2 separate regions of the Mus musculus genome follow, and region 1 is linked to region 2. The links are chromatin contacts, called in public HiChIP or PLAC-seq maps. All regions are on one chromosome and are shown on one strand. Each heading gives the region's core, a stretch centred on a gene start, on an enhancer-like site or on the middle of the called end of the contact. The rest is flanking DNA. Distances are from core to core; before and after follow the strand shown. Region 1 overlaps Cacna1g (calcium channel, voltage-dependent, T type, alpha 1G subunit). Region 2 has its middle 6.6 kb from the start of Spag9.

What was found. HiChIP or PLAC-seq counts read pairs in DNA pulled down with a chosen protein or histone mark.
Region 1: an H3K4me3 HiChIP or PLAC-seq map of bone marrow-derived macrophages shows a contact between it and region 2, with 11 times the contacts expected there. The contact joins two enhancer-like sites. A contact is called at or near these places in 5 of 484 Hi-C or Micro-C datasets (the G1E-ER4 cell line, cerebellum, embryonic stem cells and 2 more) and 2 of 115 datasets of contacts at active chromatin or transcription factors (bone marrow-derived macrophages and pancreatic cancer cells).

Annotation. Positions count from the first base shown.
Region 1 is chr11:94,408,842-94,414,488 of GRCm38.p6, reverse strand. Cacna1g (calcium channel, voltage-dependent, T type, alpha 1G subunit) reads left to right here. Exons shown (of 35, transcript NM_001177888.1): 33 at 2,873-3,050; 34 at 3,289-3,458; 35 at 4,613-5,647. The coding sequence ends at 5,344. Among named protein-coding and RNA genes, the nearest start is that of Abcc3, 19 kb to the right of the region's middle. Within about 2 kb of position 4,383, at least 4 of the 459 cell types and tissues checked have an H3K27ac peak or open chromatin away from gene starts, as enhancers often do. A contact at or near this core is called in bone marrow-derived macrophages, where this site is marked.
Region 2 is chr11:93,986,589-93,992,423 of GRCm38.p6, reverse strand. No RefSeq gene overlaps it. Among named protein-coding and RNA genes, the nearest start is that of Spag9, 6.6 kb to the left of the region's middle. Within about 2 kb of position 3,528, at least 144 of the 459 cell types and tissues checked have an H3K27ac peak or open chromatin away from gene starts, as enhancers often do. A contact at or near this core is called in bone marrow-derived macrophages, where this site is marked.

The sequences.
Region 1 (5,647 bases), core at 3,134-5,633, 420 kb before region 2:
GATGTGATGAGGGCTGTCATAGGCAGTTTTCTATCCTGAGGGAATAGAAGTGAATTCTGGGGCATAAATGTGAAGCAGGGCTTGGTTTCCTCACCAGATGCAATTCCTTCCCGGAGCACCTAGGGTACTCCTCCTTCTGGGCACACCACACGCAGCTTACCCTGAGCTGTTGCTTTCTTGGTTCCTCCAGCCCTGCTCTCCTCCCATTGGCTCAATACTCCCTCAATCTCCCACCCCCACTCCAGGTCAGGAGCTGGGTGTGGACTACATCTGAAGCCTAGTGACACACCACCTGATGGGAGAAGGGGTAGGCTCACAGGTTCCTAGGCAGTCTTTAGCCTGGTAGGCAATCGACAGTGATTTTCACATGGTAAGGACCCGTGCCTCTTGTTAGAATCCAGTCTCAGACCTGGCACTGACCTAGAAAGGGAATGTAGCTAGTCTTCCCCCTTCTGCCCCCCCCCATTCTAAGCTAAGCCCATAGGAAAAGTGGAGGGAGGGGGGATAGGATAGGACACTGATTAGAACAGCCCACTCACCCAAACACCACTCACCCCACCCTCGATATCTTGCAGGTGCTGAAGCTCCTAGGTGAGCCAGCTAGATGATGTGGTGACCAGAGTGTGCCCCCTTCACACTGGCTGGGAGAGCACCTCCTTAAGGCCCACGTTGGAGAGGGGGAAGCAGGTTGCAGTCAGGCGGAGGAGGGCCCATGAGGGGAGAAGCCAGAATCTGGGGGCAAGCCAAGTCCTGCTAGGCTTTTGGAAGCGAAGAGAATAGGCAGAAAACAGCCGTCAGACTGGTGGCATTGTCCCCAGCGTGCCCCCCCCCATCCCCCGCTGCCATGCTGCTCTGTCTGCAGAGAGGAGACAGGGCTTTGCTGGCCTTTCTTCTTTTTATTTTGTTTGTTTGGTATCATCTTTATGAGAGTAGAAGCCCTCTCCTCCGCTCTCTCCCCGGGTGCTGGTAGTGTGGGAGGGGGCTGCTAAGATGCCTGGGGTATCTTTAGAATGTGTTTCTGCGTCTCTTGGTCTCTCTGCTTTGCCAGTGTTTGCTCTGTCTCTTTGGTGCCTGCTGCAGACTCTCTGATCAGCACAGGGGGTTGAAGTGGGAGAGGGGAGGGGCCGTGGGTATATTGGGCAAGGGGCGGGGAGTGAAATGGAATGCCTTCTTCCCCGCTTTGTGGAAAAGGGGAAGTGGGGGCTGCGAGTGTGCCCAGTGTGTGTCCTGGTTTCTCACGCCTGCTCATCTCTCTCCTGTCTAGATCCCTCTAGCTGAGATGGAGGCTCTGTCTCTGACGTCAGAGATTGTGTCTGAACCGTCCTGCTCTCTAGCTCTGACGGATGACTCTTTGCCTGATGACACTCACACACTCTTACTTAGTGCCCTGGAGAGCAATGTACATGCACACATCCCTTGCTGCTCCCCCAGCCTGGGTTCGGCTGGCTGCAGGGCTCCAGGTCTTCCTCCCACTCTGTGCCCAGGTCCTGCCCAGAGGCGTTCACTTGTGGGCACAAAGTGCCCCAGCCTTTGCTGGCATGAATTTTTTCCTTGTACCCCCTGCGGGTAATAAAGGAATTAGATAAGATAAAAACCAAGACCCTGCTCAGAGGGGTCACATGAGCAGCCGTGGTGACAGGGTTATTCCAGGAATGATAGCCCAAAACAGAAGTAGCTTGGGAGTCAGCTTCTGTGTTTGGAGCCCTGTACCAGCCAACCCTCCCTCCCTGCTCCCTCCTCCTGCCTCTCTCTCATGAGACTCACTAGTGTCCTGGGTGAGACCCATATCTTTGCTGTCACCACCATGCCTTTCCCCCTGGGGAACTGTTCCTGTTTCCTTTTGCTGTCCCTGTGTGTCTTTGTGTCCTGTCCTCAACAAGCTCCTGGGGCTTTGGTACTTTGACCTTCCTACCTTTCCTCAGTTTCCCCCTGCCCCCTCTCCCACGACAGTGAGCAGCCCCCCTCCTCTCACCCATTGCCTACTGGTGAGAGCTGGGTCAGCTGAGGCAGGATCTTGATCAAAGTCTGGGAGGGGCTCTAGAGGATGTGGCCAGTTGGAAGGAGTAGGTCCTGGGATTGAGAATAGAAGGGAAAGACTCAGGCTCTACTCAGCCTTGCCATCTTCCACTTGCTGGGACTGAGACCAGCTGAGCCCATGGGCGGGGAGGGGCTTTTCAGCCTCCTTGAGACAGAGTAGCCTAGCGAAAAGGATTCTAAAGAGGGAGAGAGACTCTTTGGGATCTAGCCTTGGTTTCTTCTTCTGGGGTCCTGGGCTGATCATTTCCTTTCTTTAAAACAGGTTTCCCAGACCCACTCCCACCTCAGTCTGTCCCCTGAGGGAGTACTGAGTTCCCAGTGCCCAGGACTTGCTACCCACCTCCACCCTCTAGAGTCTCTGTGTGATTAAAGTAGATCCGCAGAATACGATGGGACATCTCCCTTGTGTTTACCTGTTATTTAACCTGCATGGATCTAGCTCAGGCCTGTCCCCTGTTGATCCCTGGGGTAACTTTCAGACTCTCTGAGAGGATCACATGCAGTTCTGGGGGCTGCTCTCTTTTTTCTCCCCTCCTGGTCCTCCACCATCCCCAGCCCAGAGGCTCACGGGTGATTCTGTGGGCATGCTCTCAGGGTGGGGCCTTTCCACTCCTTCCTCCCTGTACGTAGAGACTCATTGTATGTCTTCCTATTTCCTTCCATGCTCATGCCCATTACCTTGGCCTAGGAGGGTGTGGAGGTGGGTGTGGGTAGGTGTATGTGGGAGGAGATTGTGGGTCTGGCGGGAGAGGGCTTAGTTCCTGCTGTCTAGCTTTTCCTCAGCTACCAAACCCCATCTGCATGCTCTTCACCCCATCCTCTCATCCTCTTGCAGATGGTACCTCACACTGAGGAGGGGCCAGTCCCCCTAGGACCAGACCTGCTGACTGTGAGGAAGTCTGGTGTCAGCCGGACACACTCTCTGCCCAATGACAGCTACATGTGCCGCAATGGGAGCACTGCCGAGAGATCCCTAGGACACAGGGGCTGGGGGCTCCCCAAAGCCCAGTCAGGTACCAAGTCTGGGGTGAAACAGCTTAGCTCACACGAGGAGAGACGACCTTGCCTAAGACCAACAAAAAGCAGTGTCTCTTATTTTGAAGAAACCCTAAGCTAAAGGGAAATACCCAGACTAGAGGAGGTAGCTCTCATCCTAGGGCAGTGATGGGTAAAGGCTCTGATGGGGAGGAGGACCCGAAGGAAAGCATCAAACACTATCTCTACTCAACCCTCCCTGTCCCTTCCCCACAGGCTCCATCTTGTCTGTTCACTCCCAACCAGCAGACACCAGCTGCATCCTACAGCTTCCCAAAGATGCACACTATCTGCTCCAGCCTCATGGGGCTCCCACCTGGGGCGCCATCCCTAAACTACCCCCACCTGGCCGCTCCCCTCTGGCTCAGAGGCCTCTCAGGCGCCAGGTAAGCAAGTGTGAAGGGCTGGACCTAGGTCCTGGGGTGAGACTCTCCAATTGGAATTCCTGTGCTGTCGGTAATGGCCAGAGTCAACACTTTTATTCTTCCAGCCAATGAGAGAGCAGCTCTAGGTACTAGGAACACGGTATTGGGTAAAAGAGAAGTAGTTGGGAGTTACCACCACCACCACCACCCCCCCACCTCATGAACACACCTTGTTTCACTGAGGAGGCCTAGGGGCCAAGGTACAGTTGTTGCCATGGCAACCAACATCCATTGGAGGTGGTACCCAGGTATCAAGGCTCCCAATCCCAGGTCCAGAGTTTCCACACTTTGGGCTAAACTGAAGGACGTAAGGCAGGGTTTACGTGTCTTTACTTCTGGCCAAGCCTGGGATCCACCATCCATGAACCAGAGAGTGACTTATAGAGCCAGATGATGCTTGTGTGCCTTGTGTTGATGTCTGTGTCTCCTGATCACAGATATAGGAATATCTGTCAGCATCATGCTCGTGGGGGTCAGGCATGGTCCCTCTTCCCACACCCACTCCCCTAGCAGCTTCCTGCTGCTAGGCACTGGGATACAGTTCCTGCTCTCTGAGCTCAGTAAGGACAGAGACACACATGCTATCAGATCACAGCAGTCACAGGTTAGAGCCCCATGGTGCTTGTGTATTATAGCAGGGAGCCCCGAGGAGACAAGGGTTAGTTTTACTTGAAGTGGATTGGCAGGTACTCATCACAGAAAACCCATGTTCAGCAGAGCAAGGGATGCTTGCCGTTGGGAAGGGAATTCAAGGCCGAGGGAATCGTTGCCTTGCTCTTTCTCCCTGAAGGCTAGAGGCACAAAGGGGCCAGATTGGGAAGCAGAACTGGCGTGAGTTCTTTCTGGCTTCCCAGAGCCCAAAGACTGCAGAGAGTTCCTCCTGCAGGATGATTTGGGGAAGTAGAGCAGGGAGGACAGAAGAAAGGTTTGGTGGTTGAAGGGGAGGTGTGGTCCACAGAGCTCAGAGGGCTCATCACCCCCAATAAGAGAAGCTAATAGGGTGGTCCTGCAGCTTTGTGGGGGGGTTAGGGACAGCCAGCATGACAGAAAGGATAAAGGATGATCCGAGTTGGAAAGGAAATCTCTGGTCTGAGCCCTGCTTCCACTCCCTACAGGCAGCAATAAGGACTGACTCCCTGGACGTGCAGGGCCTGGGTAGCCGGGAAGACCTGTTGTCAGAGGTGAGTGGGCCCTCCTGCCCTCTGACCCGCTCCTCATCCTTCTGGGGCGGGTCGAGCATCCAGGTGCAGCAGCGCTCCGGCAGCCAGAGCAAAGTCTCCAAGCACATCCGCCTGCCAGCCCCTTGCCCAGGCCTGGAACCCAGCTGGGCCAAGGACCCTCAAGAGACCAGAAGCAGCTTAGAGCTGGACACGGAGCTGAGCTGGATTTCAGGAGACCTCCTGCCCAGCAGTCAGGAAGAACCCCTGTCCCCACGGGACTTGAAAAAATGCTACAGTGTAGAGGCCCAGAGCTGCCGGCGCAGGCCTGGGTCCTGGCTAGACGAACAGAGGAGACACTCCATCGCTGTCAGCTGCCTGGACAGCGGCTCCCAGCCCCGCCTATGTCCAAGCCCCTCAAGCCTCGGGGGCCAACCTCTTGGGGGCCCTGGGAGCCGGCCTAAGAAAAAACTCAGCCCACCCAGTATCTCTATAGACCCCCCGGAGAGCCAGGGCCCTCGGCCCCCATGCAGTCCTGGCGTCTGCCTCAGGAGGAGGGCGCCGGCCAGTGACTCGAAGGATCCCTCGGCCTCCAGCCCCCTTGACAGCACGGCTGCCTCACCCTCCCCAAAGAAAGATGCGCTGAGTCTCTCTGGTTTGTCTTCTGACCCAACAGACCTGGATCCCTGAGTCCTACCCACTCTGTCCCCATCACCTTTCTCCACTGGGTGCAGATCCTAGCTCCGCCTCCTGGGCAGTCCTTCTGAAAAGTCCCATGTAAGCAGCAAAGGGGCGTAAGTAGCCACGAGGCACCTCGCATGCCTTCTTCAGTGGCTGAGGGATGACAAGCAGGACTTCCTGAGAGTCAGTCTGAAGAGAACACAGCCCTGGAGCCCCCCGGCCTCCGGGAAGAAGGAGAAGGAGATGCCCAGTGTGGCCAAGGCTCTCGACACCAGGAGCTGTTGGGAGAAAGCAATACGTTTGTGCAGAATC
Region 2 (5,835 bases), core at 2,279-4,778:
TCGTATTCAGTAATAAAGTACATACTGCAACATGGATGAATGTCAAAAACATACACTAAATGAAATATATGATCTCATTCATATGAAATGTCTGTAATTGTTGAATCTAGAGACACAGTAAATTAGTGGTTACCTGAATTGTGTGATAATGATAAATGGGAGTGACCAATAATGAGTGTGGAATTTCCTTTGAGGTAATAGAAATGTTCTAAAGTTGAAGTGATGCACAACTCTGTCAATATATCAAAAGGCATTCTATTCTACACTTAAGTTGTATGGTATCTGAGCTAAATCTCAATGGAGCTAATAAAGGCAAGTGTGGTGGCTCACATCTGTAATACCAGCACTGGGGGCGCTGAGACACAGGATCGTGAATTGGAAGCCAACCTGTGTTATTCAGTAGTTAGTACCAAATATGCTTGGGATACAGAATAAAACTGTGTGTCAAAACATACAAACACACAGAGATAGAGGAAAGACAGACAGACAGACAGACAGACAGACAGAGGGGGAGGGATAGAACATGGAAAGATAGTTTAATGGTGCTTATTTATTGTACACTAGGCTAGATTCAATTGCCAGCACTTCGATAAATAAGTGAAACAATACTGTGAATTTCGGGACAAGTAGATCCAATGGAACAGCGTAACCTGGTGCAAGAGAGTTGAAAGGAAATGGCTTTGAAGTGGAGAACCTTGTAGTAGCCTGTGTCCTGTCATGGCAAACAACTTTGGTGGTGGGGGTGGGGGGGAGGACCAACTAATAATTACTAAGTACCTGTTGGGTACAAGTCACCACATAAAGACTAGTGAACCTCAGTTTATTTGTGGAATTTGGGGATTTGTTAAAGACCAGGGTTTTCCTTTCATTCTAAAGTTCTGCTGCTGAGGGCCAGCAAGATGGTTGAGTGAGTAAAGCCACTTCTGCCAAGCGTGGTGCTGTGCATCAACTCCTAGTGCACACAAGGAAGCAGCGAGGTTGCTCCACAAGTTGTCTTCTGACCGCTACACACATACTATGGCGCTTCCGTGTGAAATTATAAATTAATGTAATATATAAATGTAATATATAATAAATATATTACAATAATGCAATTATAGATTAAATGTATTTATAAATTAATATTTATAAATGTAATTATAAATTAAAATTGTGGAGCCAATGCCTGCCTTTAATCCCAGCACTTGTGAGGCAGAGGCAAGTGGATCTCTGCGAGTTTGAGATGAACCTGGTCTACAAAGCAATTTCCCAGATCACCCAGAGCTGTTATATAGAGAAACCCTATCTTGAAAAGCCAATAAATAGGGCTAGAGAGATGGCTCAGAGGTTAAGATCACTAACTGCTCTTCCAGAGGTCCTGAGTTCAATTCCCAGCAGCCACTTGGTGGCTCACAACCATCTGTCATGGGATCAGTTGCCCTCTTCTGGTGTGTCTGAAGGCAGCTACAATGTACTTACATAAGTAAAATAAATAAATCTTTTTTAAAAAGAAAAACCAATAAATAATTATGGTTCTGGTCAGATACAGTTACACAGGAGTGTATACCCAACCCTTGGGAATTTTGAAGCAGGAGGATCAGAAGTTCAAGGTTAACTTCAGCCACACAGTGACTTCCAGGCCAGCTTGGGCTACATAAGACTACATCAAAAATGAGTGAATAAATGAAGGAAGGAATAAATAAGTGAATAAATAAATAGAGATGTATGCAGTGAGGATTCTAAAATTTTGGTTTCCTAAAAAGACACAAATATTATATAAGACTATGTTTTCTTTTTTTCTTTTCTTTTGTTTTAAAATAGCATTGGTTCACTTTTCCATGGCGAAGCACCAGTAGCCCTGAGAACAGCTTGGACTTTGAGACTCATTTCTCCACCTATTCCTGATCGTATGATTTGGCGCTCTCTAGCTCTATGTAGTAAGGTTGAACCAGGTTGTATTATTGGTGCTTTGAATGCTGTCATTCTCGCACTCTCACGCTTGCTCAAAAAAGAAAAAAATGCTGCTGAGGAAAGGTTCTCGAATGCCTGCGGAGCAAGTCTGATGGAGTCATTATGCCGAAGAGCACCTATGCATTCAAATCATTCACAAGGCGCTTCTTGAGATTTTTCTCCAGGGACAGGAAAGGTGGTATCTCAAAAGCGGCCTGCGGTAGAGCAGTTGTTCCATCCACGCACTGTTCCAAATATTGTTTGATCAGAATGCATGTAGTAGTCATTTGAGCATATGATGCTACCATCCCAATCTGGCCCATGACTTCCTTTCCAGGGGACTGGAATTTAGTGGATAAGAATCCAAACAGCAAGAACAGGGCTGGGAGTTGAGACAATCAATGGGAGCACTTGGTGGGTAGGTGTGTTGCAGTGTCAGTGTGGCCAGATTTTCCCAAGGTGACCATGAAGGTCTTAATTTTCGGCATTTGATTTGCTCCGGCCCACTTCAGATCTTCTCAGACAATCCAGCAAGTCCAATCAGGACCAACGATGGAAGACATTTCAAGAGATGTGAGAACTCGTCCCTTAACACCTTCTTTGCAGAATGCTGATGTCTCATAAGCAGCCCCATCTTTACTCTGCACAGGTGATGTGAGATGTGACACTCAGAGACTTCAGCCGCTGCCCGAGACTCCCACACCTCTGGGAATAGTTAGCACACAAATAGCAAGCTGCCAGTGGATGTAGCCTAGACAGCATATTGATATCAATTTCCCTCTTCTTGCTGACTCCTGGGTGAGGGTCTGTTGCATCTCTAGAATATTCTCTCTCTCCTCTCCCTCTCTTTGTGTCTCCACTGTTTCTCTCTCATTCCCCTTCCCTCTCTCCTTCTCCATGGCAACTTCCCTTGCCTCCTTCCTTGGGGCCAGTGAACTCATCTGGCAAGACCAGCCTCCCAATCAACCTGAGTGTGTGTGTGTGTGTGTGTGTGTGTGTGTGTGTGTGCAATGCATATTAATGACACTCTCTGAATCAAAGTCCCTGTCTCAGAGAGAACAAAAAGTTAAAAATTCTTAAAATAAAAATAAAATGGATGGTTAAGATGGCTGGGCACATAAAGCTCTTGCCAAGCGAGCCTAATGCCCTGAGTTTGACTTCTGGAAGCCATGGTGGATGGTTGACTTCAGAAAGTTTTCCTCTGACCTCTATCCACATGTGTACAGGGCCACACACATGCTGGTGCTCATATGTCTTTAGTGTACATCATACACAACACACACACACACACAGGTTAATAGTAAAATTCTGACTCTGTTTTTAGTAGCAGTAACAGGAACCTGGTAGTGAGTTCCTAATTATATAGGCAATGGTAGACCTCTGATTCCCAGAATTTATCTCTAACCCCCAAGGACTGAGAGTCTCATAAAGACCAAGAATTATCGGGGAAAAACAAGTCTCAGTGTGGACTTTGGAGTGTGTTTACTTTTGATTCCTGAAGGAAAGGAAATTCCATTCCAAGAGATTCCTTACCCTTGCAGAAATTGAGGAGACTGTAAGGCGAGGAGATGGGGGTGGGGAGTTGATGAGGGAAGGAAGGGAGGAGTTTCTTCCGAAGCACAATAGTTATCATCCGGGGAAGGCTGGAGTTACCAGTCCAGTTGTGTAGCCAGCCTTACAAACCTGCTGTAGTTATTTCTATCTGACACTAAGTTTTTCTTGCTTTACTCGCGTGTTTTCCCACCTAGGAAGAGAGAGGAAGTCACTGAAAGAAAGAGAGCTCTCAGGGCTCAGGCCTGCTGGTATGGCTGTGTGCAAAGCCAAGTGACTCATTGCTCCATACGAACTGCAACATGTCTGGAGAGGCAGTTGATTATGGAATGTTGGATTCCTGATAAGTGTCAGAGTATTTTTTCAGAGTGTTCCATGGCTCTTTCTTTTGAAAGGCTTGTTTCTGTTGTTGGCAGTGCCGTGGACTTGCTAGATAAGTGCCGCTGAGCTGCACCTGCGCCCCCCCCAAACATTCTGTAAACAGATTTCATGGGGACGACCTTGCAGATCCATTCTTGTTAAGAGTTGACTTCTGCCAAGCAGAGTTGCTCACCGCTGTAATCCTAGGACCCCAGAGGTTGAGCTGGAAGGTTAGCATAAGTGAGAAGCCAACCTTGGCTACACAGTGAGTTCCAGTACAGCCTGGGATCAGAGCTGCAGGGTGAGAGCCTTTGGGGGGCAGGGAGGTGAGATGAAAGGCAGAACGCTAGTAAGCTAGCTAGAACCTGTCCTCAAGTTGCCACATCACCAGGGGGATGACTATATATGAAATCAGTCTACACACTCTAAAGTGAAGGTACAAAAGTGAGAAGCAACTTCTCTTCCTCAAAAAAGGAAAATTAAATAAATGAAGAAACGAAATCTAAGATGAGGTCAGTCCATGAGCAGAAACAGGATGTGAGCAAACTGAATCACAATACCTTGCTGTCGAAAACATTTTCTATGTAAGATATGCAGCTTATCTGGGAGGAAAGGAAAACAGAAAAAGAGGGGCTGATTGGAACAAGGGTGGTGTCTGGTCAGAAGGGAAATAGTCCAATAGAGCCTTGGTGACCTTTGTCACTTTTCCTCCATGCAGCCACGTATGAAAAATGACTCAGCTAGTCTGACACCAGTGGCATATTTTTAGCAGGGACAACAGAGCCAGATGAAAACCTAAGCGTACTCCCCGTTTGCCAACCAACAGCCTCACACATCCGAGGCAGGGAAGAAAGACTCATCTACCTAGTTCAGTTTACCAAGGGACAGCAGAGAGTCTGTAACTTCCACCGTCTAGCTACCTTTGCTTTTGTGTTTTCACAGAGGGCCAGAAACTCCACAGGACAGTAACTTCCTGAGATGTCAGCCTTCTGTGGCTTGTCAGTCAGCACTGAGTGACACCCAAGCCCATCATTTTACAATGGAAGGACCATCTGAAGTTTATGGTCATGTTGGAACCAATGTCTAGTGACTGTCAGCTCAGAGCCCCATTACACATCTATTGCTTCAAGTTCCCAAGTCAGAGGCCCAGCTCAGCAGGTAAAAGTGCTCGATACACTGGGCACAGTGGCAGGCAGTTAGGCAGTTGCATTTAATCCCAGCACTCAGGAGGCAGAGAGACAGGTGGGGCTCTGTGAGTTTGAGGCCAGCCTGATCTACATAGCAAGTTCCAGACTAACAGGGGCATACATAGAGAGAAACCCTGACACGCTTACAAAAAAGTGCTTATCCAGCAAGCCTTGTGACCTGAGTTTAGTATTCTCCCACTCATGAGTGCATGTATGAGTGCACATGTGTGTGCACATACACCTACTCACCCACACACTAAGCTTTCAAGTTCCTGTTTTAATCTATGTGCTGCCAAAGCGAGCACTACTTTCAAGTTCATAAGTCAAAGACAATATCTCATTGAGCATGAGATCGTGGGTCTGAACAAGGAGGATTCATCCCTGTAGGCATCCCTTCTAACACAAGAATTTTATATGTAAGGAAAGAATATGTTTGCCCTGGGGGCACAGGCTTATAAGTTTAGGTGACTGAAGCAGGAGGATCGTGACTTTGAGGTCAACCTGGACTAAATTATTGAATTCTAAGCCAGCATGAGCTATATAAGAAGACTGTGTCTCAAAACAACAAAGAAAAAGGAGAAAAGAAAGAAAGAAAGAGGAATTGTTTAAAAACTGTTATGGGAGCCAGGCATGGTGGCACTTAATCCCAGCACTCGGGAAGCAGAGGCAGGTGGATTTCTGAGTTTGAGGCCAGCCTGGTCTACAAAGTGAGTTCCAGGACAGCCAGGACTACACAGAGAAACCCTGTCTTGGAAAAACAAAACAAAACAAAGCAAAACAAAACAAAACAAAAACAAAAACAAAAACA